Regions from separate parts of the Hordeum vulgare genome. Here region 2 is linked to region 1. A link is a contact called in public Hi-C data. All regions are on one chromosome and are shown on one strand. Each heading gives the region's core, a stretch centred on a gene start, on an enhancer-like site or on the middle of the called end of the contact. The rest is flanking DNA. Distances are from core to core; before and after follow the strand shown.

Region 1 (4,727 bases), core at 597-3,096:
TCCATATTCACAACCCTGTGCTACGTGGTACGGTGGTCACTGCCCCCAGCCTCGTGCGGTCCATATTTCATCCATTCATGGATGCATGATTTTTACTCCCTGTATGGCATACATGTTTGATGTTGATGAATGACGTAAATTACATCGAACAGCTTTATGTATGTAGTTTCAAATTAAACTTTTGGGTTTAAAATTAAAACTACACAGGAAAATATGAAAGATTTCAGTAAAACGGAAATATTTTTTATTAGTGACCGGCCAATCTGGTTAAATTTAATATGAGCTAGGAGTAGGGTTTGAAAATATATTTAGTTTTAACTTATAACTGAAACGACATAGACAAATTTGAATTTTTGCAGTGAGCAATCCTTCAGCGTAAAATGTCAAATTATAAGGAGAGTAAACAGAGATGTGGTGACATGACACTGCTGATTACGAAAAAAAAAAACCGGCACCAAAACCCATAAAATGAAGAATAAAACGGTTGCAAAGTGAAAGGTTTCAAAATTCAGGGAGAGTTACTAAACCAAACTAAATGGTAAGGCCGGAAAGTGAACACAAAAGTACAAAATTACTGGGAAGTAGTGTAATAACTTGGTTTCTCTCAATAGAAATTCATCTCTTGCATTAACTAAACTAGCGAACAATGTAAAGCCAACACTAACATACAATACAACTCATACGATTCAGTAACGAAACAACATACTCGTACTTAACAATGGATTTTAGCAGCCACACGTACGCTGGATCCATCCATAATGTGGATCTCGACTCATCAACTACTCCAGTAGATATGAAACACATTAATGGATGGAAGTAGCTAGACGGCGGCATCGTAGTTGGACCGGAAGATGGCGCTGTTCCTGAGGACGTACTGGTGATACACCATGGCCACGGCGGAGCCGATGAACGGGCCAACCCAGAAGATCCACTGCTCTCCCCAAGCTTTCTTGTTGTTGTACACCACGGCGGCACCAAAGCTCCTCGCCGGGTTGATCCCGGTGCCGGTGACGGGGATGGTGGCGAGGTGCGCCATGAGGACGGAGAACCCGATGAGCAGCGGCGCCAGCACCGGGACGTGCGGGTCCCGGGCGATGCGCTTCGGGTCGGTCGCCGAGAACACCGTGTACACGAGCACGAAGGTGCCGGCGATCTCCGCGATGAGCCCCGCCATCCTGGAGTAGCCCGGCGCGAGCTCGTTGGCGCCGCCTCCGTAGAGAGCGTAGTGGTGGCCGCCGTGCACGGCTCTCACCAGCGCCGCGCCGCAGATGGCGCCCACGCACTGCGCCACCATGTACAGGAAGGCCCTGGGAAGGGAGACCTTGCGCGCCAGGAGGAGGCCGAAGGTGACCGCGGGGTTGATGTGGCCGCCGGAGATGCCGGCGGTGCAGTAGACGAGGACGGCGATCGTGCCGCCGAAGGCCCACGCGATGCCCAGCACGCCGGCGCCGCTGCACGCCTGGGCGTCGGTCTGGCGCTTGTGTCCGACCACGGTGGCCACGGCGACGTAGACGAAGAGCAGCGTGGCAGTGAACTCAGCGATGACGGCACGGTACAGAGACCACTTGCCCAGCTCGCCGGCGTCGACCAGCGGCGCCGGAGGAGGGTCGAGGTAGTCCTTGGCGCTGCCGTTGCTGATGACTTCGTTGTCGATGGCATCCGGACTCAGCTTGCCTTGTGCTGCGGCCATAGTCATGAAGCTAGTTAGCTCCTCGATGGATCGATCTCAGCTGATTAATCTGCAGTGGCGGAGATTGGTACGTGTCCATAATTCGGCAAGGATGCATGTATATATAGAGCATCACTGAGAATATGTGGGTGCCCTACCGTAGTGCTAGTGCCACGCACCATTTGCATATTTTTACTGCGACAAGTGCCATATATACCCATCTTTTTTCGTGCCGCGCGGCAGAGTTTTTGAAGAAGTGAATATCTTAACATAGATTTGTACATTTATTATTTTTGCCTATGTGTAATATAAAGTTAGCCAAAAAATGCTACGATGAGATCGATGTACAACTACATGATGCTTGCAAGGTTAATTGATTATAAAGTTGCAAAAAATGCTACACCTACCAACTGCTACGTAAATTACTTACTTATGAAAAAGAGGTTTCCTTTCCTAACGTTCACTGATCTCCCCCTGATTTTCAAGGTGAGGCCCTACGTAATCCAATCAACCAAGCCCACATAACCACCTACGTAGAATTTTCATAGAAAAACTACGTAAGTCTAGCAAAGCTCTGAATCCACACGTAAACGAGTTAAGGTTAGGAGCAACCAAACACCAATATGCAGACCTTGAGGAACTTGTCACTTCTTTGAAAGGAACCAACCACAGATATATTTCAATGTTCACTTCTTTGAAAGGAAACTTGTCACCGTTGGAAGGGTAAGTCTTACCACGAAGGCACACCAATATCATGAAGCCTTATACTCTTCTTCTTGTGATATCACCACCAAGGCGATGATTTTCAACCGAGATAAATACAGTGGCAGTCACTAAAGTTGAAGCCGAAGCACAATACGGTCACTGGACTTCAGAATACGCTCAATACCGTTATTGAATACGAGTTGTGATGATTATACGGTCACTGCTCACCGTATAGCTCTGTATTCTGTTGAGTTGACCGGTCAAACATCATTGGAAAATTTCAAAAACCTCCTCGAATTGTTCCCGACTGCAGCTACATGTGTTTTCAATTGCTTCTTCCACGCTGTCACAAAGGCTCTCTGTCTCGCACGCACGTTGTCACAAACTCACAATGTCACGCCGCGTCTCAGCTGTCACGCACACACGCATGCATGCATGCGCACCGCATGCATCCTCCCGACACAGCGGCTGCCTCAGGCGTGCCCCGTGTCAGCCCTCTCGCCTGGTGTAGCCCATGCAAGCCTCCACCCCCACCACGTACCCTGCCTCCTCCCTACGTGTCACCACTTCTTCCTCCTATATATCGCATCCGTGGCCTCGATCTCCTCTCCACCTTGAGCTCGACAGATCTTGGTCCACTTCACCGGCGGCCGGGGCAGCGAAGCGAGGAGGAAAGGAAGGAGCAATGGCGAAGTGCGGGAGCTACGTGCAGGTGCAGGACGGCGGGCAGTACAGTGGGTACCACGGCGCTGGGCAGCGTCGCCGTCGCCTCCACAGGAGAAGGGCCCGTCGCCTCCTCAGTCCCCTTCGCCAATGCCGGCGACCGCATCGAGGGCGTCCAGCTCATCGGCGGCCAGGTCCCTTAAGCTGCTCCTCCTCCGCCCACGATCACGACGACTTCCCCCATTAATCCCACGACTCCGTCGGCCTCCTCCGCTCCCAACCCCAACGTCATTGCCACCCGACCGCCTCCGCGCCACCCCAGCGCTATTGCCACCCTCCCGCCACCGCCCCGCCGCGCGCCACCCACAGCCCCATGCGTCGCCGCCCCGCCACCCCGCCACCGCCGTCCGCGGCTCTCCTCTCCCCTCCTCCGTGTGTGTGTGTGGGGGGGGGGGTGCTGCTGCTCACCCATGGGCTGGATCAGGGACGGTCGACGGCTACTAGCAGTGTAGCTGGCGGCACGGGCGAGGGCGGCCGGGGACGGGGACGGGCCAAGCGGATCCGGAGGCGGCGACCTCGAATCTCGCCGGATCTGGCCGGAGGAGGGGACAACAGCGAGGTCCGGCGCGGGGCTAGGGCTGTGACGGAGGGGAAATGATGGGCCACAGCGAGGCTAGGTGGGGCTGCGTGCGGGCGGTGCTCCAGGCGAAGGTGCGGTGCGGTTGGCAGCAGCGGAGCGCACGAGGCGGCGGAGGCGCAGTGCGGTTGGTGGCAGCGGAACACATGTAGCTGCAGTCGGGAACAATTCGAGGGGGTTTTTGAAAATTTCCAATGATGTTTGACCGATCAACTCAACAGAATACATAGCTATACGGTGAGCAGTGTCCGTATAATCACCACAACTCGTATTCAATGACCATATTGAGCGTATTCTGAAGTCCAGTAACCGTATTGTACTTCAGCTTCAACTTTAGCGACTGCCACTGTATTTATCTCTTTTCAACCGTTAGTGGTAGAGACCTTGAGACGGACTCCAAACTTTCACAAACGACAGGGTAAGTCACAAGTTGATTCCTCTCCACGGACTCCAACGCTTATGAGTCTCCAACCCCAAGAGTAACAATTATTCAATGAACTCAAAGGCGAACCCAAATTCCTTGGGTGGATATATAGATCGGGGGCTCGTCCCTCTTTTCCCTCAAAGGAGTGGAATGCTTTAATCGAGGGATGTAGAGGTTATGGAGCTTTTCGCTTTGGATGATGGGGTATCGGAGACTAAATAACTGTTTAAATTATAGCTAGTCATAAAATCATTAAATCGATAACAAAAGTTGGAGCGTAAGAGAATATATCGAAATAACTGTTTAAATTATGTTAGTCGAAATACTTTCGTTATATACTAATACAAGTGCAGATTGGTGAGATAGTATTGAACTGAGCCTTCATAAGCATTTCATCAACGGGTACAAGCCGTGACATAATTAACCTCCTTGTATTAATCCTACGCACTATCTTTTCATTACCTGTTCATGAATCTGATTTGTGTTGAGACTATTTCCCTTTAGTACGTACGTAATACTAGCAAAAGGACCCGTGCGTTGCAACAGGAGAAAAACAATTATAATCTTCAATGATGCTGATCATATTATGTCTTTAAAATTTTAGGACATTTCTTGAAATGCATGAACAT
Region 2 (4,727 bases), core at 654-3,153, 210 kb after region 1:
CATCCCAAAAAAGAGTGCAGATAAAGAAATCAAAGAGCTGGATTTGGCTGTAGAATGAGTGTGAGAAACCGTTCATTAGATGAAAGCAGGAAAAGAATGTGAGAAATAAATACTTTGAATGCTCCTCGTGTACTCCAGTGTCGCTCTGCAGTGTTGATGCTGGATGTGTGCCAGGCTGTCATTGATGCAAAAAAACATGAGAGTTATAAACCCCTCTTACCACGACATTTACATAGCGAAAAAACAGTTTTATTACCTATCGACACAGCCATACCTTGTACAGAACGAGTGCCTTATCACCATCAGGATCATAACTTGTCTTGCTACCTGTAAAGGGGCATGTCAGGTATATTTGTCGACGGAAAACGGGACGCAAAATCATGTTTCAGTTCAGATCAAACTATCATGAGGAAACATGTATAAATCCCTCAGGATTAATTTTTATGCAGGTACGAATCGTCCTGAAAACTAGTGCACTTAATGATGGTTACATCCATCTTATAGAATAATCAGCTTCCGACATAAGTTAGGTAAAACAGAAGAGAATGTGTAAGCACGAATCAGGACAGGACATGCATCAAACATAAAAATACTTTTGTGCCGTCCACTATCATGTAGTACTACCTAACCAACTGGCTAACACAACAGCTGTGACCGATGGTACACCGTACCAAAGTCCATAACGGATGATAGATTTTAAAACAGCAGCATCTGCATTTCCATTTACGAACAAGCATTGCCCAAGATTTATTGGTAGAAATGAAGTCGGTAGCATCTCTTGTATTGTACCTTCCATGGAGGAGTCCACATTATAGCCTTCTGCCTGGCAAATCCCAAACACAAACATGTCACCGGTCTGCTAATTATTACTCTCAACAGACAGACAAACAAACAGGTACACATTACATTAGAGATGATAGTCGTGCACTTACAGATTTGAGTCCAATATTTGCATTGTTCTGGACGGCGATGGCGTCGTGGAGCTGCAGTATCTCGGACTCGATGGTGGTGACCCGCTCCAGGACCTCCGGCGTGCTCACGAAACGGACGAACCTAATGCCAACAAGAAAGGAGCAAAATGTCAGTGTCGGCAGCCAAACAAACACGACGGACAGAGGACGAACCTCTGGATGGTGCCCCTGGTGAACCATGGCGCGTCGGCACCCGGATCGGGCTGGAGCAGGATGGTGTAGCCACCCTTGGCGATCTGGTCCTGGGCGGCCTTCAGGTGCGCGACGAAGGGGTTGAGCAGGCCGGAGGCGATCTTCTCCTTCCTCCCATTCACCACCACAACCAAATCACACCTAGAAAAAAGAAAGAAAGAAAGAAAGAAAGGGGGTAAAAATTCCTTGTGATGCTACTGTTACCGACACACACACACACACACACACACACATAAAAGAAAAGAAATTGTTGCAGATGCCAATCAGTAAGGTAGAGTAATCAGCATAAGACAAAATTGAGCAATAAGTATGAACCCTGGATCTATCACCTCTGGGAGAAAGAGCAGAGCTTTGCAAAGATTGGGGATTGGTTTGCTGGCGGCGCAGATCCGCATATTATGGGAGGGATGGGAGGTTGAGCTTGAGCTTGAGTTACCTGGTGCGGGTCGGAGTGAGCTGGAACGCGGCCGAGTCGAGGCGCGTGTCCGGCCTCATCGCCGTCGCCGTCGCCGTCGCCGTGGGTGGGGTTCAGATCTTGCGGCAGCGAAAGATCTAGACCAAAAAATGCTCAATCTACCTGGATGGGGGGGGAGCAGGAGCAAGTGCGGGGATTTGGGAGAAGCAAGAAGAAAGAAAATTCAACAAGTTTGCGGAAGAGAAATCCTCTCCTAATGGGAACAGTTACAGATGATGGGAGGGATAAATAGCAGGAGGTAAGATATAAATAAATAAATAAAATTGGGGCGGGGGGGGGGGGGGGGGGGGGGGAAGAGGAGGAGGAGAGAGCAGTGGTGGTGCTTGTGCTCAAGCCTCAAGCTGCTGCTGCTGCTGCTGCTTAGTGCGCGAAAGAAAGGAAGCTGCTTTGGTTTGGTGGAAGAAAAGGAATGGAGCCTTGACAGCGAGCTTCAGCCTACACTACAGCAGGAGGAAAGGAATCATATCATATGCAAGCACATCAACTTGTGATTTACTTCTAATCTACAACTACTATGGCATTACTGTTGTAATAAGAGATTAAAAACAATTTCTTCATTTATTTCTATTTTACTATTTAGTTTAGATCGGCTACAAACACCCTAGTATATTACAGTAGGAGTAAATAAGATGGCCTCTGCTTTGGATTCCATTAATTTCACTGTGCTACACGAGGACAGGCAGGCAGTCAGTCCTGTAAGTGGAAGTATGTGAGGAGGAGCATAATTAAAAAAAAAATCAAGCTTGTCATGTCATGTGATGTGACAAGCAAGTGGCACGCCATACCATACCATTACATCTAGTACCAGGGATCGTTTTGGCTGGCTGGCTGGCTGGCTGGCTAATTAAGTTGGTGATGAGATTGAGATTAACATTAACATTACATTAACCGATGGAGGTTAGTCAGTTCAGTTCTCGTCCTCGTTTTAATCGGGAAAAAAATTAGATACATAGTGAGAAGGTGATTTGAGGGTTGTCCCTCAGGATGATTTGGGATCTGATTTTGTCGACAGTGATAATTCTATTGAGGCTAGTCCGGGGGTAATGAAATTCCACGGGATGTTCAAGAGATCGCTTCTGCGATTGGGGGGGAGATTAATTTGAACTGGCCAAGCCTAGTTGGTGGCCACATGCCCACCCGATTACCCCCGCTTCAGTTATTCGTGGATGTGTGGTCGGGAAGAAGGCGCAAAGGAAAAAATGTGTCTTCTCACCTCGCCCACGGGGTTTCGGAGGAGGTAGCGGAATTTTATGGGCAACTATAGGTTGTTTCGTCCTCGTGCCATCGGCAGCGTCGTTATAAGGCGCATGCTTGCCCTTCAAACCCTAATTTCTCGATCCCCAATCTCTTGTGGGTGAGGAAGGACTTGTTCCTAGCAAAGAATTTTACTCTTCAAGATTGCTTTCCCGTGAAAGCTCTGAGTCGCTTTGACCCCTCCCCTACGAATTTTAAGATTTCCACCGAGGGGGTGCCCTTGGATCTAGATCGTTCACTCAAGTAGTTCGGGGAGAGATAGAGAATAAGGGGCAGATGGACCACATGCGGAATCAAAGGCCTCCTCCATGCAAGAAAAATCGTCAGGACACCAAAGTTTCCCCTGTTGGAAATCAGCCGAAAGTTGTGCCGGCGACCAAGGCTAGGGCTAGGGAGAAACAGAATGTTGTTGCTCCTCCTCCCGCCCCGCCCCCAGCTACCAATCTCCCTGCACCCCCCTCAGGCCCCTATTGTGCAAGCTCTAGACCCTAGGTACAAGGATATGATATGTTTTAATTGTAGTTGGCCGGGTCACTGTGTGGGGAATTGCATTGAGCCAAAAAGATGCTTCGTATGTGCCGGTAGTCACAATGTGAACAACTGTGTGGCATGGGCTAAACCACAACCCACTGCTACTTACTTTGGAAGTGCAGCCGCCGGTTTAGGGTTCTATCACATTGACACTCCTGAGGCTACTGAGTCAAATTGGTTGAACTATAAAGACTGTGCCATTCATAAGGTGATAAAGGGAGAAGTTTCTGCTTCGGATCTCTTAACACAATTAAATGGGATCTTTTGTAAGAACAAGGATTGGCCGTGGCAGATCAGAGAGCTAGAGGAGAAAAATTCCTGCTAAGGTTCCCTCGTTGGAAAAATGTGAATGACCTGATCGAATTTCCTGCTTTTGAGATGCCGATCGATGGTGTTTCTGTTAAAAATTTTGAATGGCAAGGCATGTTATACCCTTTTGGAGATCTTACTAAAGCCTGGGTACAGATTGAAAGGATTCCTCCAAAGTGATGTGCATGGAAGGTTTTTGTTCAAGTTGCTGCTTGTTTTGGCATCCTTGTGGATGTCGACTCTAATGGGATCTTCAAGAGTTACTATGAAACAATCAGAATCAAAGTTGCTTTCAGAGACCCCAAGAAAATCCCCTTTGAGAGAGTGGTGGAGATGAAAAGGAAATTATACATCCTGTTTTTACTGTGGAAGGGTTTGAACAAATTAGAGAAGATTCTGATGGTGATGATGTAGATCCTGATGAGGACAATCATGAGGGAGATGGGGAAGAACATGGAGAAGAGGCTGAGAGAGAGGATCTCGGAGATGATGAAGAGGATGAAGCAATTGATGAGACAGATAGAGCTAACTTTCAGTCCAAAAGCATGGAGACTAGGAGTAGTAGTAAAAGTGGCCAAGTATGTGTTGTTTGTGCAACTGATTTCCACCCACACATTTTGGTGGATGAGGTTCATGAGAGTTCGTTGAGGAAATCAGGAAATCTCTCCCTATAGAAGATATGATGGCTCTGGAGATAGATGAGGTTGAGGGTCCGGGTGTGGATGTCGTGTCACCCCTCTGTACAAGTGATGTGCCTATGTCGGTCCATCTGGACTACTGTTCTAAACAGCTTCGCAAATTTGATATGATGGAGTCTGATGATGAGGAAGAGAACATGCTTCCTGAGATGCAATGCCTTGCAAAAGAGATTTCTGTTGTTTTGGGGTCTACCAAAAGATCCTTGCTAGACAATTTGGAAAAGGAAGTTGGGCAGAAGAAAAGGTTCAATTCTGGTAAGGTTGCGACTTCGGGGCCTCTCCTCAATAACAAACCAA

Evidence for each region. A called contact is a pair of places that touch in the nucleus more often than the background predicts.
Region 2: a contact with region 1 is called in a Hi-C map of leaf, with 3 times the contacts expected there. The contact joins the promoter of LOC123395260 here to the promoter of LOC123395258 in region 1. A contact is called at or near these places in 4 of 6 Hi-C or Micro-C datasets (leaf and seedling) and 1 of 1 datasets of contacts at active chromatin or transcription factors (embryo).

The regions. Positions count from the first base shown.
Region 1 is chr5H:586,500,146-586,504,872 of MorexV3_pseudomolecules_assembly, forward strand. LOC123395258 (aquaporin PIP2-5-like) reads right to left here and starts at 1,847. Exons shown (of 1, transcript XM_045090219.1): 1 at 572-1,847. The coding sequence starts at 1,696. The coding sequence ends at 821.
Region 2 is chr5H:586,714,275-586,719,001 of MorexV3_pseudomolecules_assembly, forward strand. It overlaps LOC123395260 (COP1-interacting protein 7-like), which reads right to left and starts at 1,904. Exons shown (of 10, transcript XM_045090220.1): 1 at 1,600-1,904; 2 at 1,125-1,304; 3 at 933-1,053; 4 at 790-823; 5 at 275-327; 6 at 114-175. The coding sequence starts at 1,658.